2 separate regions of the Sus scrofa genome follow, and region 1 is linked to region 2. A link is a contact called in public Hi-C data. All regions are on one chromosome and are shown on one strand. The core of a region is the stretch at or near the end of the contact, and the rest is flanking DNA. Distances in the headings are between cores, read along the strand shown. Region 1 overlaps PACRG (parkin coregulated gene protein). Region 2 has its middle 20 kb from the start of QKI.

Region 1 (4,911 bases), core at 65-2,564, 81 kb after region 2:
GCTCTATATAACTGCAGTTTTTAATGACTTTAACAGCTCTGGGGTGAAGGGGTATGACGGACGTCGACCCTCCCTAGTTAGGGACACTGTCTCCTGCCAGGTTTTCACAGTTTTGGATAACGATGCAATAATGACTGTATCTTTGTGTATACAGTCTTTTTCTTTAGTTCTACTATTTCCTTGAAACAATTCTCAGAAGTGAGGTTACTGCTTCAGAGAATACAAAAACTTAGTAGGTTATTGGTATATATATATATCCATATTGATTTTCAGAAAGGATGCCAACTTAGGTTACCAGCAACGTAAGAGCTTACCTGTTTATCACAGCACTGGATGTCGTAATAAAAAATTTTGTAAATTTTGTTAATTCAGTACATATAAAATGTTACTTTGTTAATATTTTTCTAATTACTAAGGTGTGCTAACATTTCCCAATGCATTTTTTTTTTTTTTTTTTGCCGCATGGATTTTTTTTTTTCCACTTATGAGAATGATTTGTTCTTATCTTTAGTCTGTTTATTTATTGGGTCTCTCTGCAGTTAGATATCCTACGCTCTCTTCCTTTGTCTGAATCAGCACTGTTTCAGAGAGTGGAGGGTGGAAAAGAAATGCTGTAACTTCTAGAGGTGGCCCGGGGCAGTGGTACCCTGGGAACTGAAAGAATCGGAGGGATTGTGTTCAGAAATGTGGAGGCAATAGCATAATAAATTCAATTACTTTGAGTAACTTAATGGATTATCACCTCCAGAAGGAGGAACATTTATAATGTGGAGATTTCTAAAAGGCTTCTTTACACCTTTCCTTAGCATCACCCATCCATCTGTCCACCCACCACCCACCCATCTCTTGCTTCCTAGGTCATTCTCTGAAGGACCATGCTCAGTGACCCACCAGGCTAGTCATAGGTGGGACCTCATGAGAGGGCGAGTCCAGCCTTCACTTACAGTGTACCTTAAATCAAGACTTTGGGGGTAACCTTCAGATTGGATGATTTACACATGAGGCCACATGGAAAATCACTGTTATTTTGGTTTATCTGTGCGAAGTGTTCATTTGTTAAATGTTAACTCTGTGATATACTACAACCTGTGTTGGCATGTCTACCTTTTTGTATTGCATGGGGAGCCCCTAAAGATGAAGGTGGCACCGGGAGGTACAAGCTGGATGCAGAGCTAAGCCGGAGCATTTGTTCTCACTAAATGTTAAAAGACCAGTAGCAGTGGAAACTGAAGTCTGCTATTTATCTTCAGGCTAGGGATAGTGCAGACAGCTGCAACCTGAGCCTCCTCGTAAAGCCATGCCAGTACCCTTAACCGTGACCTCCGGCAGGAGACGCATTTCAGTGGGTGGACTGATAGCTCTTTCAGGCACAGATGAGCACTGTTGGGTCCATTTTGTTTTGAGGCCAGGTGATTAACCCGTGGGCCCTTGTTAGTGAATCACCGGGAAAAAATGTCTTTACCTCTTACTGCAACTTTAACAAGACAAAGCTTTCTAGTGGGAAGAAAGTTGCATATGACATCGAGAGGAGATTTTTTTTTTTTTTTTTTTTTGTCTTTTGTTGTTGTTGTTGCTATTTCTTGGGCCGCTCCCGCGGCATATGGAGGTTCCCAGGCTAGGGGTGGAATCGGAGCTGTAGCCACCTGCCTACGCCAGAGCCACAGTAATGCGGGATCCGAGCCGCGTCTGCAACCTACACCACAGCTCACGGCAACGCCGGATCGTTAACCCACTGAGCAAGGGCAGGGACCGAACCCGCAACCTCATGGTTCCTAGTCGGATTCGTTAACCACTGCGCCACGACGGGAACTCCCGAGAGGAGATTTTTAAGGTGAAAACAAACTCGACGAAAGGACTTTGAACCTGGTTGGCGCTGAGCTCTGACAAGGTCAGATTGATAACTGAGGTGCCATTCCATTAGTCAAGATAAATGTCATTATTTGGGTAGCTATTTCAGGACACATGACCCTTAGTTCTGAACTATCTGGGTATTTCTTGTACATTTTTCACTTCCTTTTATGTAGTTACAGCCTGTTACAAGATGGAATGTTAAAAATTAAGAAAAAGCCAGCTGTTTACAGAGATCAGTGTGGAACATTTACAGTTGTTTTTCTTATATGGACAAGCTACCGGCAAGTCTAATCAGTGCTCTCTCAAAGACCAAGGTAAAATATAACCCATGAAACACATCCAGGGCTGCACATGTTAGCCCACTGCTACGGTCCTTCTTCAGTGATGAGTCTGTCAGGGAACCAGTGATTAATCCTCTAGGAAACTACACACCTAGGACCCCAAATGTTACGGATCTAAAAAGCCACATGGTAAATAAAACTACTCAAATTCTAAGTTCCTTTAAGTCCTGTTAAAATTGTTATTTTGCTTGAGGGAACGAAATTGACTCACTTTTAATTTTTTCTACTCTTTCCTTAAAAAACCTTAAGATGGCAAATCAGAATTTGGGGAGCGGAGTAGACTCCAGGGGTCTCTATTTTCTGCCGAATGCAGTTGAAATTCTACCAAAAACAAGATCTCAAAAGTCTACCAAAGACGCAGGGGACCGTGGGCTTGAAGGAAGGTGACCCAGAGAAGGGCGTGGGCTGCCTTGTGCAGACACAGACCCTAGCAGAGCCACAGAGGTGTCTCTCGCTCCCAGGAGGTAGGGGACCATGGCATCTTGCCTGCGGTTTGTTGAGCAAACTTCTGATTGAGCAAAGGTCCGTGCTCTCCGGTCCTGGAAACACGTCTGGGGCCTCAGGATACTGAACTGACCCTCTGCGGAGAGCAGGTGTCAGCATCAAGTGGAGTCTTACGTTGCTTCCCTTAATCCTCAAGCAGTTCCGTGAGGTTGGTGACGAGGATGAAGGGGATGGAAAGGTACATAATGATTTCTCCTCCCAGGTACTTAGGTAAGTGACGGCATAGAGATGAAATCTTAAGTAGGTAAAATTCTGGTCACATATGTGTAAGCATGCTATTGGTGTTTCTAACACTATAATCATCATTATAACATCAGTATCAATGCCTCATCACAGGGTAGTGGTGAGAATTAAATACACTAACCTATATTAAGCACCTAGCCCAAAGCTTGACAGGTACTGGGCACTAGACAAGTGTTTGCGTCCCTCACGTCCCTCCAGGGTCGCCTCTCGAGCAGATAGCATACGCATCAATAAGCCAAATCTACGCATTGTGCAGATGCGTAAATGGTCAGAGATGGGGTTTAATCACAGGTTTCTCTAAAGCTGAAGTCGGAGTTATTTCCATCACAACTTGCTTCCTCTCTCAGGGAGCTCAGGGTCAGTATGGTCAAACCCAGTTTTCTCAGAAATTTCTGACAGTTGATCCTGTAATCACTTTGGAAAGGGGGTCCCTCCTAATCTCCGGGGAATATTTGGTATTAAATATATTTCGGTTTATGTCATTCTTCTTTCTATATCCAAGAAGAATTCAAATAACAGAGAAACCAGAGTTGGAGATGAAACTGGATGCATTTAAGATTTTAAAATGTGCCTGTGCCTCTAAGAATAATAATGAAATTATTTATATTTAACCACGTGACACTGCCAATATTGAACAATTTTTGACTTATAAAAATGTCAAATTCATATAGGTTTAATCTAAATTTTAATTTTTTAATGGCGGCATAACTGACATATAACATTCCATTAGTTTCAGGTGTACGCCATAGGGATTTGATGTTTATATATGTTGTCATCACCCCAGTAAGTCTAGTTAATATCCATTACCATTTATAGTTGCAAACCTTTTTCCTTGTGATAAGAACTTTTAAACTCTACCCTCTCAGCAACTTCCAAATATAGAAATACTTACAGTATTATTATTATTTTTGGTTTTTTTTTGGGGAGGGGAGGGGGCGCACCCATGGCACATGGAGGTTCCCAAGTTAGGGGCTGAACTGGAGCTAGAGCTGCCGGCCTACACCCTGGCCACAGCAACGCCAGATCCGAGCCGTGTTTGAGACTTAACACCACAGCTCATGGCAACACCAGATCCCGGACCCACTGAGCGAGGCCAGGAATTGAACCCATATCCTCATGGTTATTAGTCAGGTTCGTTTCCGCTGAGCCATGACGGGAACTGCCTGCATTACAGTGTTATTAGCTATAATTACCATGCTGTACCTTCCATCCCTAGGACTTATTTTATAACCGGAAGTCTGTTGCTTACATTTTAATTCTTCCTATGTGGAAAGAATTGCCATGTGATTCCTATCGTATTGTAGGCACTAGCTGTGTAAGTGTCTTTGGTGCATTTGGCTTCTTTAATTTTGATTCTCAACCACCTTGTGAGGTTGGTAATGTTATTACCACAGTTTTACCTGTAGGAGCCTGAGATATGGAAAGGTGAGATTTGACTTTCAATTCTAAAATGTAACCAAATGTCTTTATGGATAGTTTGATCAAGAAATTTGATTCTGATACATACGAAAACAAGATGAACTAAAAAAAGTCGTATTAAATAATTTCCTTAATAATGGACATATTATTCGACTGAGTGAAAACTGCTTTTCCTCTGTATAGCTTTATAGCTTCGGAGTTACCTGTGAAATTAATGCGCAGATAACAATGTTGAGTCACTGTGATCGGCACAAATTAGATGCAAAGGACAGGTATGGTGGTCAGAAAATTTACTGTGAGGGAAAAAGTTTGTATCTGATCCTTCAAGATATTTCTTTCTTTTCCAAGTTTTCCCCTATGTTTTCTTTTCCTTGAGTTGAAATTTTACATTTTATATTTGGAGAAAAGTGAGATCAACATTGGCAGCTTGATTTTTATTGATTAATTTTAAATCTAAATATTGTTTTTAGTAATTTTCCTCTCTTCTCCATGAAAATAACTTGGTTAAAGTTACCATCTTCACTGCTTGAGATTTTTTTTCCCTCTGCAATAT
Region 2 (5,290 bases), core at 1,339-3,838:
TTTAACCATCTTTCATCTGATACCCTGACAGGGAATTGTATTAGCTCAGCATTATTTCATAGTCATTTATTACTTGCTTGTCTGAATGAATAGGTGCTTGGCTATATCTAAGTTTAAAGAAACTGCACCTAGGTTTTAAAGAAAAATTTAATGAAAGGTTCACAAAATTATTCCAAATTCCACCTGGAGGGGGGAAATGCATTGCTTAGAAAGTATTTCAGAAGAGGATTTTGTATAAAACTGAGGAAAGCAGTGTGAATATTCACAATACTTTAACATGAATATTGCATGGCTCTTATCAAAAAATTAAACACATGTGTACTTCATTATTGATTTGTGCATCAATAGATATAGAACTATTACCTCTCTGATAGTATATTGCTCAAGCTGAATTGATGCTCATTCTTCAAGCTGCTAGAGCATCTGCAAGAGGCATCATAGCACCTGAATGAGGCCTCCTGTTGAGCCAGCCCACACTCATCACCTGGTCTAGGCTGAGACTGGACACAAGACAGGAAACACGAGCGCTGCCATTTATGTCATCACCCTAGAAGGCCAGGTTTTGCTCGCAGTAAGGGGTGGGTCTCCAAGAAAGATTTCCTTTGACTAACACTATTCACAAGTTTTCTTTACTTCTTAATGTTTTTATTAGTTACAGTCTTTAAATAGCGTGTATGGGAGTTCCTGTTGTGGCTCAGCGGAAATGAATCTGACTGGTATCCATGAGGATGCAAGTTCAATTCCTGGCCTTGCTCAGTGGGTTAAGTCTCCTGCATTGCTGCGGCTGTGGTGTAGGCCAGCAGCTACAACTCCAATTCAACCCCTAGCTTGGGAATCTCCATTGGCTGTGAGTGCGTCCCTAAAAAGCAAAAAAAAAGAAAAAAACAGTGAGGAAACAGACATGTTCATGAGCACTAATAATAATCCTAAAAATTTATGAATTTCTGCAAGTCCATTTGATTATAGGTAATCAAGAGATTTAGAATTATATGTGCCTTTAAGCTATAATTTCACTTTTGGGAATTTATGTTGTATAAATAGTTAAAGATATAGCAAAATTATTTCCAATGTGGCAGATACAGAAGAAAGAATTTTAATTTTGTTATTCTTCATTATTTTTGCCAAGCTATATTTTCTATGATAAAGTTCATTATGTAATAAGAAATCAGCCATAAAATCTGTTAAGAAAAATTGTTTGTCCATAGTCAGGGAGCTCCTTTGTTTTCGACTGATCGAGGATCCCTTCCTGGAACTTCATGGGAGCTACCCCAGGATCACAGAAATGTTCAGATCCAAAGACGGATGAAAAAGGTGCGTGCAAATACTCTTGAGATAGTGCCTCTCCTGACATCAGAGCAAACCATGCAAAATGTCAGAGAAACGGTCATTGTCTGGGGAAATGCACACAAAATTTGAAAATTTTAATTAACTCCTATATATAAATATATATGACAGTTTATAACATCCATTTGCTTTTTTAAAAATGCAACTAAATACACAGAAAATATAGACATCTCAGCATTTTCACTCTCAAAAGTTTGGAGATCTCCTCTTTCACCCCACCTCTGTTTTTCTCTAGTTCAACTTCATTGCCATGGAGTTTCATGCAAATAGAAAAGTAACGCCGGACATCATCTTTTCTCAAACCAGAACTGATCTGAATTTGTATTAAGCCAGCAAGGAGTAAATGAAAATATCTCTATGAAGTCTTAACTCAGAGCTGAAATATCAAAAACGACAGTTTTGCATTCCATCTCATTTTTCACAAGGGTTTTTTTTTTTAATCTCATGGTATGATTTTTGTTTCTCAAATATTTGATCCTTGAAAACTGCACCCAACTCATTACAAGGTTTAAAAACACTGCCTGTTTTGGAATGTTTACACACGGTTCTCAAACACGATGGGAACTGGCAGACCAGCCCAGGCTGTTTTCATGGAAGCGCTGGGAGTGGCAGCTGTTACACATCCCGATATTTTTCCAGACTGAAACTCTTATTCCCTACACCCAGGCACGTGTTTCACAGCTGAGCCCAAATCCAAACCGAATTTAAAACTTTTTGGCTAAATGCCACATTCAAAACTTCCCTGACCTGTCTTCCTCTAGTCTCTGACAGCGTATACACGTACTGACTAGTCTGAAAATAGCTGGTTCGTAAACAGGGGGGAAACTGTCCAAGAAATATTTGCACAATGAAATAATCATTTCGTTTTGTCCATATAGACAAACAACCAGTCCATTTGGTAAAAAAAAATTTTTTGTTGTTCTTTTTAACATCTCATGAGTTGACTGAACTCGACTGGATGGTTTGTTTATATTGGTTCATTGTTATCTACTGAGGTGAATCTTAGATCTGATTTTCATAATATAGGGAAGAATGTCCACTGAGAAATGTCTTAAGTTATGTCTTAAGTACTGTAGTTGGTATTTAAGCATATGGTTAAACGCAGCTAATACTGAGTAATAAACGCTTCAAGTGGGAAAGCCCTGCAGAGTTTGTCTTTCCCAGTGGCTGACAGAGCCCTGAGCTTCAGTATTTCCTTCCTTGAGCACTGTAATGACTGCAATCCCATCAGTGACTTTTGGTATGATGGATTTCCTGCAACAACAAAAAATACAATTAAAAAAAACCCAGGGGCACTGTCTAGCCATTTACTCCTTTAACCTCTGTACAGTGTTGCATAAGAGATGTGAAAACCAGAGCAGATCAAGTTTGGAACCTACCAACCTTGGCCTCTTGCCTTCAAGGAATGTTTAGGTCTATTTTTTTTTTTTTTTTTTTTTTTTTAAGAGTTGCTGCCGTTTAGCTCAGTAAGTTAAGGATTGGGCGTTGCCACAGGCTGCGAAGCTTGGATCCTGTATTGCTGTGGCTGTAGTGTAGGCTGGCGGCTGCAGCTTTGACTTGACCCTTAGCCTGGGAACTCCCATATGCCACAGGTTTGGGCGTAGAAAGAAAAAAGCAAACAAGCAAACAAACAAGCAAAAAGCAACTAGTTCTTACAGAGAGAAAAGTTGGGAATAAGACTTACGTAATCCTTCACTTTAAGCATAATTCACCTACAAAATCATTCAGTCTTCCTAAACTATGTGAATGGAATTTGTTTGCATAAATCTAATTCCACCAAAGGCTTCTAAAGTGTGAACTAATTACACGATCTAATTTTGGAGCTTTTCCAAAGTTAATCTCTGAATTAGTTATCTTTTGCTTTTCTTTTATGTGTCATCTTGCTTTTTCACATTTCATTAGGTATCAAAACCAAGAGAGACAAAGTACAAGCTATTTATGTGTTATTAAGTCTCAAGATAATGGGAAATATTTTATCACAGTTAGATCTGCAGAAGAGTTAGGTGGTTCCTAAACCAGTGTTTTGGCAGAAAATAAATAATTATGGGCAGCAGTAACTTAAAACACTTAAAGATATTCCTAAGAACAGTCATTTTGACTGACGTTGACCTTGGTGCTCATGCATGTCTATGAGTGTGTGTGCGTGTGCGTGTGCACGCGTATGTGTGTGCGTGCGAGTGCATATGTGTGCATGTTTGTGTGCACGCGTGTGCGTGCGTGCGTGCGTGCGAGAGAGCATGTGCTCGCGGCTATACAATGAGGTGTGGTTGCAGGGAGCACTGGATGTTATGTGGGAAGTCATGGGTCCAAGGCCGGTCCCAGCACTGGCTGACTGTTTGATAGGAAGGAAGTTACCCACTGTCTCTGAATCTCAGTTTTCTCATCTACAATTAGGCTTAATGGAGTTCCTGTTGTGGCTCAGTGGGTTAAGAGCTTGACTGGTATCCATGAGGATTGCTGGTTTGATCCCTGGCCTCGCTCATTGGGTTAAGGATCTGGCATTGCTGTGCATGAGCTGTGGTGTAGGTCACAGATGTGGCTTGGATCCCACATTGCTTTGGCTGTGGTGTAGGCCGGCAGTTGCAGCTCCAGCTCCGATTCAACCCCTAGCCTGGGAACTTCCACATGCTGTGGGTGTGGCCCTAAAGAGACAAAAAAAAAAAAAAAAAAAAAAAAACCCTGACAAAATAAAATAATAAAAATAAAATAAAATTAGGACTAACAATGCTTGTCCAGGTCTACCCTTTCAAGGGCTTGTCATAGAAATAAAAAGAAATCAGGGTCCTAATAGCATGTCCTGGAGCGTGACATAATTATACCAATGACACAATGTGAGATTTGGGATAATTTATCTAACATGACTGAGTCTTATTCCTTCTTACATGGGAGGGTTATAACAAACTCATGGCAGTAGACGTGATATTGCAGTGTAATATGCTGCAGGCAGACACATTAGTTTGGCTCTTTAAGGAGCATAAACTCAACTGGAAATAGTTTAAACGAAAAAAAAAAAAGAAAAGTGTTTATTGACAAGTCTCAAGCAACCATGGAAAAGAAGCAGCAGAGCCTCTAAAACCACTGGATCCAGAAGTTTGAAGGCGAACAAGACTTTCTCTTTTCTCTTCGCACCGAATATGGTTTGGCTTTTCTCAGGCCAACTTCCTCCACGTGGCCGGACACACGATCCCCAGCAACAGCGATGCCCTACATCTCTCGATTTTGCTGCAAGACAAAAAAAAAAAAAAAAAATAGAATCGCCCACCTCCTCACCCCAAGACTGACGCCCGTTGTAAAGTCCCAGGAGAAGCCTCTAGTGGGCTCAGCTTGGATCAGGGCCCTGGGGTGGGAGCGTGTCCTTGGCTGTCAAGGCAAGAAATGCTCACCAGAAGCACGGACAGTCGGCTTCTCTCCTCTCCGGCGAGGGTGACCCTAGGCCGAAAGGATGAAGCTCTCTGTCAGACCCACTCGGCCTTCGGCGGCTGACATGAGGAACATTCCAGAACAGATTTAAGGGCGCCTTCAAAGTTTAAATTGCTGGAGCAATAAAAGGTAGACGAAGTTTATTCTGGTGCCTATAACCTAAACCATTCCCGTTTGTAATCTTGTGGAACCACAGGACCAAGGATTAAAACCATGCTCTAATTCTCTTTTGTTAAGAACCAGTACTATTTCAGAGGGTTTTTTTCCAGTTTTAAAATCTGATTCATCTCCTGTTAAATCATGCCTATGATTTACTTGGGGCAATGGCTGAAATTTTTTCAATTAGAAAAATGTACATTACAAGTACGTTATTTATAAAGTGTGCAGAGTCGACTATGTTTTAAGAGTTCCACCTGAAGAGGCAACAATAGAAGGCCAACACAAATATAGATTCTTGGGTATCACACGGGTTTAAACCATCTGCCTTCTCCCTCAAAGGTCTCTCTGTACAACGTCTCCATTCCTG

Evidence for each region. A called contact is a pair of places that touch in the nucleus more often than the background predicts.
Region 1: a Hi-C map of skeletal muscle shows a contact between it and region 2, with 2.3 times the contacts expected there. The contact joins two enhancer-like sites. A contact is called at or near these places in 1 of 5 promoter capture datasets (liver), 4 of 47 Hi-C or Micro-C datasets (liver and skeletal muscle) and 1 of 2 datasets of contacts at active chromatin or transcription factors (skeletal muscle).

Annotation. Positions count from the first base shown.
Region 1 is chr1:4,982,812-4,987,722 of Sscrofa11.1, forward strand. The region is part of intron 4 of PACRG (parkin coregulated gene protein); the gene reads right to left. Among named protein-coding and RNA genes, the nearest start is that of QKI, 100 kb to the left of the region's middle. Within about 2 kb of position 1,315, at least 4 of the 83 cell types and tissues checked have an H3K27ac peak or open chromatin away from gene starts, as enhancers often do. A contact at or near this core is called in skeletal muscle, where this site is marked.
Region 2 is chr1:4,900,388-4,905,677 of Sscrofa11.1, forward strand. No RefSeq gene overlaps it. Among named protein-coding and RNA genes, the nearest start is that of QKI, 20 kb to the left of the region's middle. Within about 2 kb of position 2,589, at least 11 of the 83 cell types and tissues checked have an H3K27ac peak or open chromatin away from gene starts, as enhancers often do. A contact at or near this core is called in skeletal muscle, where this site is marked.